Regions from separate parts of the Mus musculus genome. Here all the other regions are linked to region 2. The links are chromatin contacts, called in public HiChIP or PLAC-seq and promoter capture Hi-C maps. All regions are on one chromosome and are shown on one strand. The core of a region is the stretch at or near the end of the contact, and the rest is flanking DNA. Distances in the headings are between cores, read along the strand shown. Region 1 holds the start of Clec3b (C-type lectin domain family 3, member b). Region 2 holds the start of Kif15 (kinesin family member 15). Region 3 overlaps Topaz1 (testis and ovary specific PAZ domain containing 1).

What was found. HiChIP or PLAC-seq counts read pairs in DNA pulled down with a chosen protein or histone mark. Capture Hi-C pulls out chosen DNA fragments and counts their contacts.
Region 1: a contact with region 2 is called in a promoter capture Hi-C map of adipose tissue. The contact joins the promoter of Clec3b here to the promoter of Kif15 in region 2. A contact is called at or near these places in 1 of 115 datasets of contacts at active chromatin or transcription factors (pancreatic cancer cells) and 2 of 9 other capture datasets (adipose tissue and liver).
Region 3: a contact with region 2 is called in an H3K4me3 HiChIP or PLAC-seq map of bone marrow-derived macrophages, with 2.2 times the contacts expected there. The contact joins the enhancer-like site here to the promoter of Kif15 in region 2. A contact is called at or near these places in 6 of 39 promoter capture datasets (the 3T3-L1 cell line, the C10 cell line, frontonasal cranial neural crest and 3 more), 2 of 115 datasets of contacts at active chromatin or transcription factors (the SCID.adh cell line and bone marrow-derived macrophages) and 2 of 9 other capture datasets (adipose tissue and liver).

What each region holds. Positions count from the first base shown.
Region 1 is chr9:123,149,604-123,152,944 of GRCm38.p6, reverse strand. It overlaps Clec3b (C-type lectin domain family 3, member b), which reads right to left and starts at 1,999. Exons shown (of 3, transcript NM_011606.2): 1 at 1,793-1,999. The coding sequence starts at 1,901.
Region 2 is chr9:122,949,653-122,953,347 of GRCm38.p6, reverse strand. It overlaps Kif15 (kinesin family member 15), which reads right to left and starts at 2,267. Exons shown (of 35, transcript NM_010620.1): 1 at 2,196-2,267. The coding sequence starts at 2,214. It overlaps 1110059G10Rik (RIKEN cDNA 1110059G10 gene), which reads left to right and starts at 2,348. Exons shown (of 3, transcript NM_025419.4): 1 at 2,348-2,543. The coding sequence starts at 2,436.
Region 3 is chr9:122,783,963-122,787,222 of GRCm38.p6, reverse strand. It overlaps Topaz1 (testis and ovary specific PAZ domain containing 1), which reads right to left. Exons shown (of 20, transcript NM_001199736.2): 12 at 2,033-2,148. Among named protein-coding and RNA genes, the nearest start is that of Tcaim, 20 kb to the left of the region's middle. Within about 2 kb of position 1,347, at least 18 of the 459 cell types and tissues checked have an H3K27ac peak or open chromatin away from gene starts, as enhancers often do. A contact at or near this core is called in bone marrow-derived macrophages, where this site is marked.

The DNA.
Region 1 (3,341 bases), core at 750-3,249, 200 kb before region 2:
TCATCTGACTTAAGAAATCAAAACAGCCTGGCAAAGTGGCGCACACTTTTAATCCCAGCACTTGGGAGGCAGAGGCAGGCAAATTTCTGAGTTTGAGGCCAGCCTGGTCTACAGAGTGAGTCCAGGACAGCCAGGGCTACACAGAGAAATCCTGTCTCGAAAAATAAAAAAATTAAAAAATTAAAAAAAAAAAAAGAAAGAAAGAAAGAAATCAAAACAACCCTTAAAATCTCTTTTCCAATCCAGACTGTTCCCTGCAGAAGTCATCTCTGTTACATTTGGGATCTTTCTGGAATAGTTCTCCACACACACAACAGACATTTACTTTTAGTCAGTCCATTCAAATTTTCTAAATAATCACTGATATATGTTAGTTGTTCAGGCTATCAGGATTCATCTCCAAACTTGTATGGCTATGATAAATCCCTTTGTCGAGGGGCTGATAATATAGTATCCATTCTGTTTTGAATTTTATTCACATTGTAAACTCAGTCTTCAGTATTTTGGTTTTGCCTATTTTTAAGACAGAGTCTCCCTGTACAGCCTTGCCTGGCCTGGAACCCCTAGGCTGGACTCAAACTCACAGATATCCACCTGCCTGCCTCCAGAGTCCTGAGTTTAAAGGTGTCCACCACCACACCCAGCGCTTTATCTTGTTCGTTTGTTTGTTTAAAGTTCTGAAGACAGAACCAGGAAGTCACACTATAGGCAGCTTGCACATTAGAGCACAGCAGGAAGGAAGCGGCTTAACTCTAATGCTGGAGTTTTGTTTTGTTACTTTTTTTTTTTTTTTTTTGAGATGGGTTCTGTAGCCTTGGTTGGTCTCAAATTTGCTATACAGTTGAAGATAACCTTAAATTATAATTCTCCTGCCTCCACTTCCAGAGTGCTGTGGTTAAAGTGTTTCCCTTCACTCTGGATTTTATGTAAATTCTGAATCAAACTCAGTTTCTTGCAGCCACTGGGCAAGCAAGCACCCTACCGCTGGATTCTGCCTGCTCTTTGCTGTAGCCTTGTGTTCCAAGATGCTGATTTGTATAGTTCACTGTGGAGGCTCAGAGGGCCTGTAAATTTCTTCACACCCTCCCCTCTCTTTGGCTGGGTTCTAGGGCCCCATCTCTCTGACTCTTCCTGCCATCCTCCAAAGTCCTGTAGGGTGACAGCCTCAGTCATTACCAGAACGTTCCCCACCCATCCCAGGATGACCTCACTGCTGACAGGACTATGGAGGTAGGTCTTGCAGCCTCAACTTTTCAGAGGAGAGCAGAGATGCTCTGAGCTCATCTGAGGGAACAAGGCTGACACCCCATGGAAGTAAAAGTCCATCTCCCCCCATTCCCCCTCTGAGTTTGTCTCTGGAGGACTTTAAATATATTATTAAATGTTGTCTGCAAGTCTTTGAGCAAATTCCACCCTCCTGGGCTCACAGTTGAGGAAACCCAGTCTGGTGCTCCCTGTTGGGAACTGTCCATCTCCAAGCCGGAGGTTTGATTTCTCTAACGTGTTGGGTGCCAGAGGAGGAGCAGATGTTAGTTTACAAAACCTAGTAAGATTATTCTCTGTTCTAAGAGTCAGGGACTCGAATCTCTGACAGCCATCCTTGCTATGAGAAATCCCCAAGCTCCAGGGGTCTCTCACCAAAGGTCCCAGAAGGACTCACCAACATCAGATATGGAGGGAGGATCATGAGGTAACCAGGAGGGTAGCTGCCCCCAGACTGTGACTGCTCCCCAGAAGATAAAGGAAAAAGCTGCTCCTAGGGCATTGGGAGGGACAGCTGCCCCCTTCTTACCTTTCTTGGCATTTGCAGCCTTCTTGGCCTTGGGAGTGGGTGACTCTGCAATGACCTGGGACAGGAAGGAGAAGAGGCAGAAGAGCAGGTAGGTGCCCCAAAATCCCATACTGCTGCTGCTGCCTGGGTCAGAAAGCAGTGGCCACTGCAGCCTGGGCTACACGTCTTAAGGCTGTGGACACAAGGACCTCAGCCTGGGAAACCCTCCCAAAACTTGGCTGAAGACATGTAAAAAAGAAAGAGAGAGAGAAAAAAAAAGTGAAGCAAGCCTGCCAAAGGAGAAAGGCTTGGGAGCCATAGCTACACTGCTGTGGACAAACACCCAGCAGCCTGGCCAGGCTCCGAGAAAGTCAGCATTTCAAAGGATTCTGACAGATAGCCAAAAGCTGTCATTGTTCAATCCATCCAGTGATCATCTCTCGCAGGAGCCAGATTGGGCCTAACATTGGCTTAATGAGTCTCTGCACCCACAGAATTGCCCTTTCCCATTTTGTTGAGGGAACTGGGGGTCCTTCCTCACATTTTTTCCCTCAAAAATCTGTCCTGAAGCCATAAGAGAGACAGAGCAAAAGAGGGGACCAGAGCAGAGAAGGGACCCAAAAGGCCTTAGAGCAGAGGTGCCAGAGAGGGAACCAGGGTGATGTCTCCTGGATGTGCAGTGAGGGGTATCAAAGCTCTGCAGGACAGAGGGAGGCATAGCCAGGAAAGTGGAGGTCCTGCAACAGTGCTGGATTCCAAGCATGGGAAGGAGGAACCCTGTAAGCAGGGGAGTGATGGCCAAGACCACAGGAACACCGATGGCATAAGCAGACCCTAGTAAAACAGTGGGCTTAAAAGCAGGGTTATCGGTGGGCCCCTGTGAATGTGAACATATCCAGAGAAATCCATATGTGTAGTCAACATAAGAATGCAGAAACATCTGACTCCCAGCTGTCCCTGAAAGGATCTTACTGCTACAAGCCATCCAAAGCCTTGAGTCCTCCTGGCATGTAAGTACAGAATGCAACATTCTACTCAAGGATTCAGAGCATGGCAGAGAGATGCTGGGTCCAAGGCTGGGGCAGGAAATGAACCCAAATTGTGAGAGACCAAACTGTGGGAAACTAAGTCCCGCCAGTAACTCTCACCCTAAAGATCCACTGACCCTTTGAAGGGAATTATGTCACCCCCTCCTTCATTGCCTCCACCTGGCACCTGAGACTGCCAGCTTCACTCCCTCCTTCACTTGGCACCTAGAACTGCTTAGATTAAGGCAGCTTCACCTTCTCCTCCATGTCTCCGTTTGGTGCCCAGGACTGTTTTAGGGCTGACATTCCAAGATAAGCTGCAAGAAGCCTGTAATCAGCATCCGCCCCAGATGTCCATCCCTTTCTCTGTATTTTATTATGCCCCTTCCTATTTTCTCTCACTGTGTGCTTATAATCAGGCTCCTAGCCTTCATTAAACAGACCTTGACAACTCTTTGCTTGGTCTTGCTTCCCTTTCTCCGCTCATTTCGTCTTTCAGGCCCTGGTCCTTCTCGACCCATGGAATAACTAAGTCCTGCTGG
Region 2 (3,695 bases), core at 1,018-3,517:
GTAGGCAGCTCTGGTATAATTCCTGAAACCTGAAAAGATGTATTGAGAAATGCTAGGACTTGAACACAGGCATTCTGGAATTCTTATTTCCTACCATCAGCCACCTCACTATACTATCTGTTGACCCAAGGTTAAAGTATAAAGTCTTATTATGAGGCTATCATAAAGTTGTGGCTTTACAAGGAAATCCTCTGTATACATTCACTGTACATCTTTTTCAACTTTGAGGTCATTTTTGTGTCTGCCTAGAAACATGTTAAACACTATTCATAGGTGTTTTACTCATGATAATTCAACTTAGAAACCCAAGTTCAAAAAAAAAAAAGAGTGAACTAAAGGGCAATCAAAAGGAGAACAAGTTGTAACATGCTTACCTAGTACAACACTAAACAGCAGTGATAGCTGCTGCTGCCTATCATGTGCCCACAGGCACAAAGTGTCAGGACAGTTACTACAACAAGAAAAAGAATATATGTACCATGCTCATGAGCTTCAAGAATAGGTAAAACTAATCGGTGAGGGTAGAAATCAGAAGACTGGCTGAGGCCGAAGGAGTTACTGACTGACTACAAGGCTATCGCTGTCCTAGCACTTGGGAGGTGAAATCCTGAGGATCAGAAGCTCCAGGCCCTGTCTGGCTTCACAGAAACCTTAAGACGAGCCTAGATTTTAAAAAGAATTTAAGCTCTATCATGTACTAGTTTGTACGCTTAAATTCTCTTACTGCTGAAGAGGTAGAGGAGACAGGCTACTTTAAATAGAGGAAAAGATCACACAGAGCTGTTCAAATATCAGTGTAATAGACTTAAAGGGTTACTAAAACAATTCATCAGGAAACAATAACAATTGACAAAGAGCTACAAACATGAACACTATTGTAAATTTCAAATGTATAATTTCACAATTTTCTCAAGTATCTCATTTTATTCTCAAATCTTATAATCAGCCGAAAAACAAAGGAAAAAAAAAAAAACCACACATGCCAGCACCCATATTCAGAAGCTCACAACCACTCATAATGCTAGCTCTAGAGTATCCAACCACTCCACGGCCATCTTCACCCACACAAGCAACCTACACACAAACTACACTCGCAGCTGTGCACACATATACACATGCATGTGCACTCACATACACACCAATAATTAAAAATAATTTAAGAAAGATAATAGGCAATATAAGAGGTGGCACTCATATACGTTGGAAGTGGGGGATTAAATCAATCTCTTTGTGATGAAAACAGATTAATATATATATTAGTCTACTCATAATCTGCACTTCTTTTTTCTATGTTTTTTTCCTCAGCCATCAATCACAATCTAAAACAACTAAATAGAAAATTCAGAATGAAACAATTTCTAAGCCTTTTTTTTTTTTTTTTTTTAAACAAGGTCTCAATATAAAGCCTCATGCTACACAACTCTTTTTAGCCAGGTACTATAAACACTACTCTCCTAACAGTCTCAGCCATTTGTTATTAGATCAAGTGGCTATATCACAATGCTTGTGTTCAAGTGACTTTTGGATACTAACTCTGTCATACTGTCTACAGAATTTCTCTCAGCAAGTAGACACCGTAGAATCTCATAGGATAAAAGACCGGTATAATAAGACACTATGTCAAAGACTACTTTCAAATAACTATTACTGTCTATTACTATAATTGAGGCAAAGACTACTTTCAAATAACTATTACTGTCTATTACTATAATTGAGGTATTTTAGTATTAGCTAATCTTAGTACACTTAGTTTACAGAGCACATTATCTATAGGGTTCTGTACTAAGATACAGTTCTGGTTTCAGGAACTCATGAAGTCTTGCATGAAGAATGGGAACTGTTGTAAAGGGACCGTTGCAATTCGCTTTAAAGTTCCCTCCTCTGAGGGTAGGCCACCGAAGGGAACACAAATCCCTTCCCTTCAAAAAAGGCAGAAATAGGTAATCAAGCATCAAGTGCAGCGCAAGGGCCGCCCTCAGGACACCAGAAGCCAGCAAGGAAACAGCAGGGTCCCATGCACAGAGAAGAGCGCTCGGGTGTAGGGTGGCCGAGGCGGGACGCCCGCGCTCCGTGAGGAACTCGGGTTCCCACTGCGTGTGCCGTCGTCGCCCTCGCGGGGCGCCCTAAGAGGTGACGCCCCGTAGCACCGGCATCTGCCAGCGGCGATGAGTTCACCAGGCAGGCTCGCAACTTACATTTGCAGCCGGGGGCCATGGCGACCCCGTCCGAGATTCGCTTACGCCAGGACCACCAGAATCCTCCCTTCAAGATGGCCGCAGATTTGAATTTGGCGCCCCAACGGACCACGCCTCCTGGGCGTGGTCGGATGGCGTCACTAACACGGTCTACGTCAGAAGTCCGCGCGGGCGACAGACACTTTGTACCCTGCCAAGTCTGCCGAGTGCTATTTATTGTTGGTCAGAACCAGAACTACCATGAGCAAGCGGAACCAAGTGTCCTATGTGCGGCCCGCAGAGCCCGCCTTCCTGTCCCGCTTCAAAGAGAGAGTCGGCTACAAGGAGGGGCCCACCGTAGAGACCAAGGTGAGGCCGCGGGAGTCGCCCCGAGTCAGACCCTCTATCTCCACCCCACTTCCGGCTCCTCGGTGCCGACGTAACTGACAGGTCCCTCACTCGCGACCAGCCGGACCCCAGGTCTGGCCTCTCGGGTCCAGGAATTCTTACTTGCAGGGTGCTATTCTTGAAAACGACCTAGCCCTAGTAGCTAGTCTAGACAGCTTTTCTGTCCTTTCTTACTTGCGGATCTCACTTTACCTGAGCAAGGTGATTGACAGCGTCGTCCCCTTTTTCAGATAAGGAGACCGAAGCCACTTGATTAAACGACTCGAATCAGGAGTCTTTGAAGGAATCAGCCAGGACTAGTAGAACCCCTGCTGTTTACCAAGCTGTGTGTCTCAAGATAGGGAAATGAAACAGTACTTCTCAAAGGGGGTTGTCTAATGAAGGTAACATTGAAAACACAATGCGTTCTTGCTGCCGAGAAGCTATGCACAGGTCAAACAAGAGGACATGCAGTTGTGTTCAAAAGCGCATCTAGGGATTCTTTAGTTTTGAGGGCTAGCTATGTAAGAGATGGCCTGGAGCATCCTAGACACAGTTTGAGAAAAAAAGACAGACATAATGGACAGTTGAGTACTCAAACTTAGTTGTCTAGACTCTTAGAAGCTGTGAAAGTTACATGGGATAAAATATAGTAGTGGGCAAAGGCCAAGTCATGCAGGGTATTCCCCATAAGATGACTGCCCAAAATTAAATATTAGACAGTTGCTTGAAAAATGAGATAATTCTGTATTTATCTCAAAGTATGCAAAACCTTTCTTAGTTAAAAAGTAGAAATGTTTTGACTTAGCTGACAAAATATAATTGTTACATTTGTACAGTGAGTACTAGGTTTCTGTTTGATAAATTTCAAAAGTTAAACAATTATGTACAGTATTGTTTATGTACAAAACCTTTTATATAACTATTTGTGTGTCCTTGAATAGCAGCTAATAGTATCTGCTGGGCAGTGGTGGCACATGTCTTTGAATCCTAGAACTCAGAATGAAGAAGCAGGCAGATCTCTGACTTCCAGACCAGCCTGATCTACAAATGGAGTTGCAGGGCAATGAAGGCTAAACAGAGGAAACCCTGTCTTGAAAAACAAACAAAGATATCTACAAAACTGAAGCTGTT
Region 3 (3,260 bases), core at 98-2,597, 170 kb after region 2:
ATATGATGGTACCAGGCATGTCTGGTACCATCAGAGGCCAGCAGACAGGATAAGATCCCCTAGAACTGGAGTTGCAAATGGTTGTGAGCCACCACATGGGTGCTGAGATCCAACCCTGGGTCCTTTGTTAGAGTAGTAGTGCTCTCTGCTCCAGCTCCACAGCATGAAGACTGAGTACCATGTAACCCAGGCTGGCCTGGGCTAGATTTGAGTTCCTGATCCTCCTGCCTCTATCTCTCAAATGCTAGATTACAGGTATTGAGTTATCACATCTGGCATCTCTTAGTTTTTTGTACCCACTTTGGCTTTTAATTTAATTTTTCTGAAACAGGGTTTCACTATGTAGCCTTAGCTGTCCTGGAACTCATTCTACAGACCAGACTGGCTTCAAACTCACAGAGATCATCTGCCTCTGCCTCTGCCTCTGCCTCTGCTTTCTGAGTGATAGGATAAAAGGTCTGTGCCACCATGATGGGCCCACTTTGTTTTTTGTATATGGTAATACCTGCCTCAAAAATGCTGATAAGCTAATCATGGTGGCACATCCTACCAAGTGGGAGATAGAGATAGGAGGACTAGGAAGCCAAGTGTAGCACTGACTATATAGTGAGACCCTTTGGGTGCAAACAAAAACAAATCAACGGCAGACAGAAAGAAATATAGACCAATAGAAATTAGTCTCTCCAATTTTCTGGAATTATGTGTAAATTCACTTGGACTTGTTAAAAAAATGAGTAGACTTCTCAAGAGAAACTATCTGGTCATTGGGATAGCATTCTTAAAGGTTTAAATTGTGGATTAAATTTCTTCTATACTTTATACAAGTATTAAGACCTAGAAATCATTCCTTTTTATCTTTGTTGCTGAGCTCACACACGATTAACATTCACACCAATCGTTTCAGGGGCAGGAGGGTCTGGACTAATCCCTTCACTCCTGATGACTTATGTCTGTGTCTTTTTCTTTTAAAGAAATAACTTTGTGTCTGTGGGCACGTGCACTCAGAGGTCAACCTCACGTGTCATTCACTCCTCAGGATCTGTCCTGTAGGGAGTAGAGGAAGCCCAGAGCCTCAGACTCATGGAAGAATGGCAAAAGTGACTCAAGGGTGACTCAGAGAGAAGTGGTAATACCTCCTTTTCTGGTCCATATGTTGGTAGTATGTACAGAAAATGTCTGCCATAGCTTTCTCCCCCTGGATGTTTATACCGAAGACTGCTCCTACTAAGATTGGCAGCCTGCTTCCTTGATCCAAGATACTTCTGTCTGTATCTGTTTGTCTTTTCTTCATTCTCTCACCACCCCAGTAAGAAGGCCAAGCAAGGGCTTACCACCATCTACCTTGTTTTTGAGACTAGGTTTCTCACTAAACTCAGAACTCACTATGTAAGCAAGGTTGGATGGCCAACTGACCCCAGGGACCCTCCTGTCTGTCTCCTTGTACCAGGGTCACAAATATCTATGACTAGTCAGTCTTCACACTCATGTGATAAGCACTTTACTGACTCTTCTCTCCAGCCCAACAAGATGTGCTTTCCCTTTTCTCTACACGGGTCTATTGCAGCACTACTTGTTTACTTTTAACATCACTAGGGATGGAACCTAGAACCCTGCACATGCTAGGCAAGTGCTCTTCCCAAGGAAGACAGCCAGTTTTATGGCAGTATGGTAAATCAGAGATTAAATCATTGGTTGGAGCTTCATAAGCTGAGCAGACATAGTGAACGAAGGGGAAGTGAGAGCACCAAGCTAGCAAGAGTGAACCAGGGAGAAAAAAAAAGCTACTATGATTTGCATACGCATTGGCGCACATTAAGTACAATTAAGTAAGCAGTCAAACGGGAAGAGAAGCTTCCTTGCCCTTAGTGTACACTGCAGTTAAGTGAGGTTCTCAGCAGAGTCAGATTCAGGTCAGCTGTGCTTAGAGACAGGAAGAGGCTTATAATGGGTGACAAACTTGGCCTTGAGACAGTTTGGATTTCACCTCGCTTGGTCTCCACCAAGATACAGACCTGGCAGTCTCCCATCTTACCTGGATTTGGCTTGCAGAACTGCAGATATTTCTTGTTGGGATGCCTGTGCTTGATGTAAAAGCTTAACAATATAGTTCAAGTGCTCTGGGTCAGGTACCATCCCAGCTTCAATGAACTGCAGAAGAAGAGGGAGAAGAAGGGGAAGGGGAAGGGGAAGAGGAGAAGGAGTCATTCTTGTAAAAATGTGAAAGAACTGAGAGGCCAATGTATGAGAAATAACTAAGACATTGGCAGCAGGAGTCAGACATGGACACAGGGGAATCGAAATATCAAAACTTATTAGCAAAGTTTGAAACATAGTGTTATCAAGTGTTTGAGAACCACAGAAAGATGTATTCAGAATTTTAAGCAAACATGGGAACAATATTTTTGAATATCAAAATTGAACTTTCTTTCCATTCTTGGGTTGTCTCAACTACTTTGTCGTGTAATTTCTATCTGGCACTGTCTGTCCCACTGTAGCTCAGGTCTGGCATTGATGCCTCATCCCTGATGGTGAATGGGGAGAGGCTCATCCTGAGCTTTACCCCAGCCCTTGCCAGGGAAGAAATGGTCTTTACTTAATAAATTAACAACCTGCATGGCTGACGGCCTGGATGCAGTCATCTACTTAATTCTGAGACATTCCCCCTCGATTTTCATAGGCCCTGCTTCTTGTCATTCATGTACCTCAGCTTGGATGGAGAACGCTGACTAAAGTACCTGGATGCCTGTGGTCTGAGACTGGATGGACAGGAGGCAGATACCCAAAGTTATCCTAAGGCATTGGGAAGGCTTGAAGCTATGATGATTTCTGCTAGAGGTCATGTGACTAGACCACAGCGTGCTACCCTATGACTGGAAGACTGACTCAGCTGAAGGTGTATGGACAATACTTCTTCAGAGTCTACTATGGTTATATTCTCCTATTGAGAAATTACTTGAACACACTAAGATATTTATATTTTACTATTTACTTATTTTGAGGTGTGTGTGTGTGTTGTATGTATATATACATACATATGCAGACAGATAGATAGACAGATATATATATGTATGTATGTATGATTTGGGGAGCACACTTGCCATGGCTGTGTGTGGTCAGAAAACAACTTTTAACAGTAAATTCATCTTCCACCTTGTTTGAGACAGGGTATCTTTCACTATCTGTGTACCCTAGACTAGCTGTCCCCATTCATTTCTGGGCTATTCTCCTGTCTCTGGCCCCCATCTCAATAGTGACAGGCT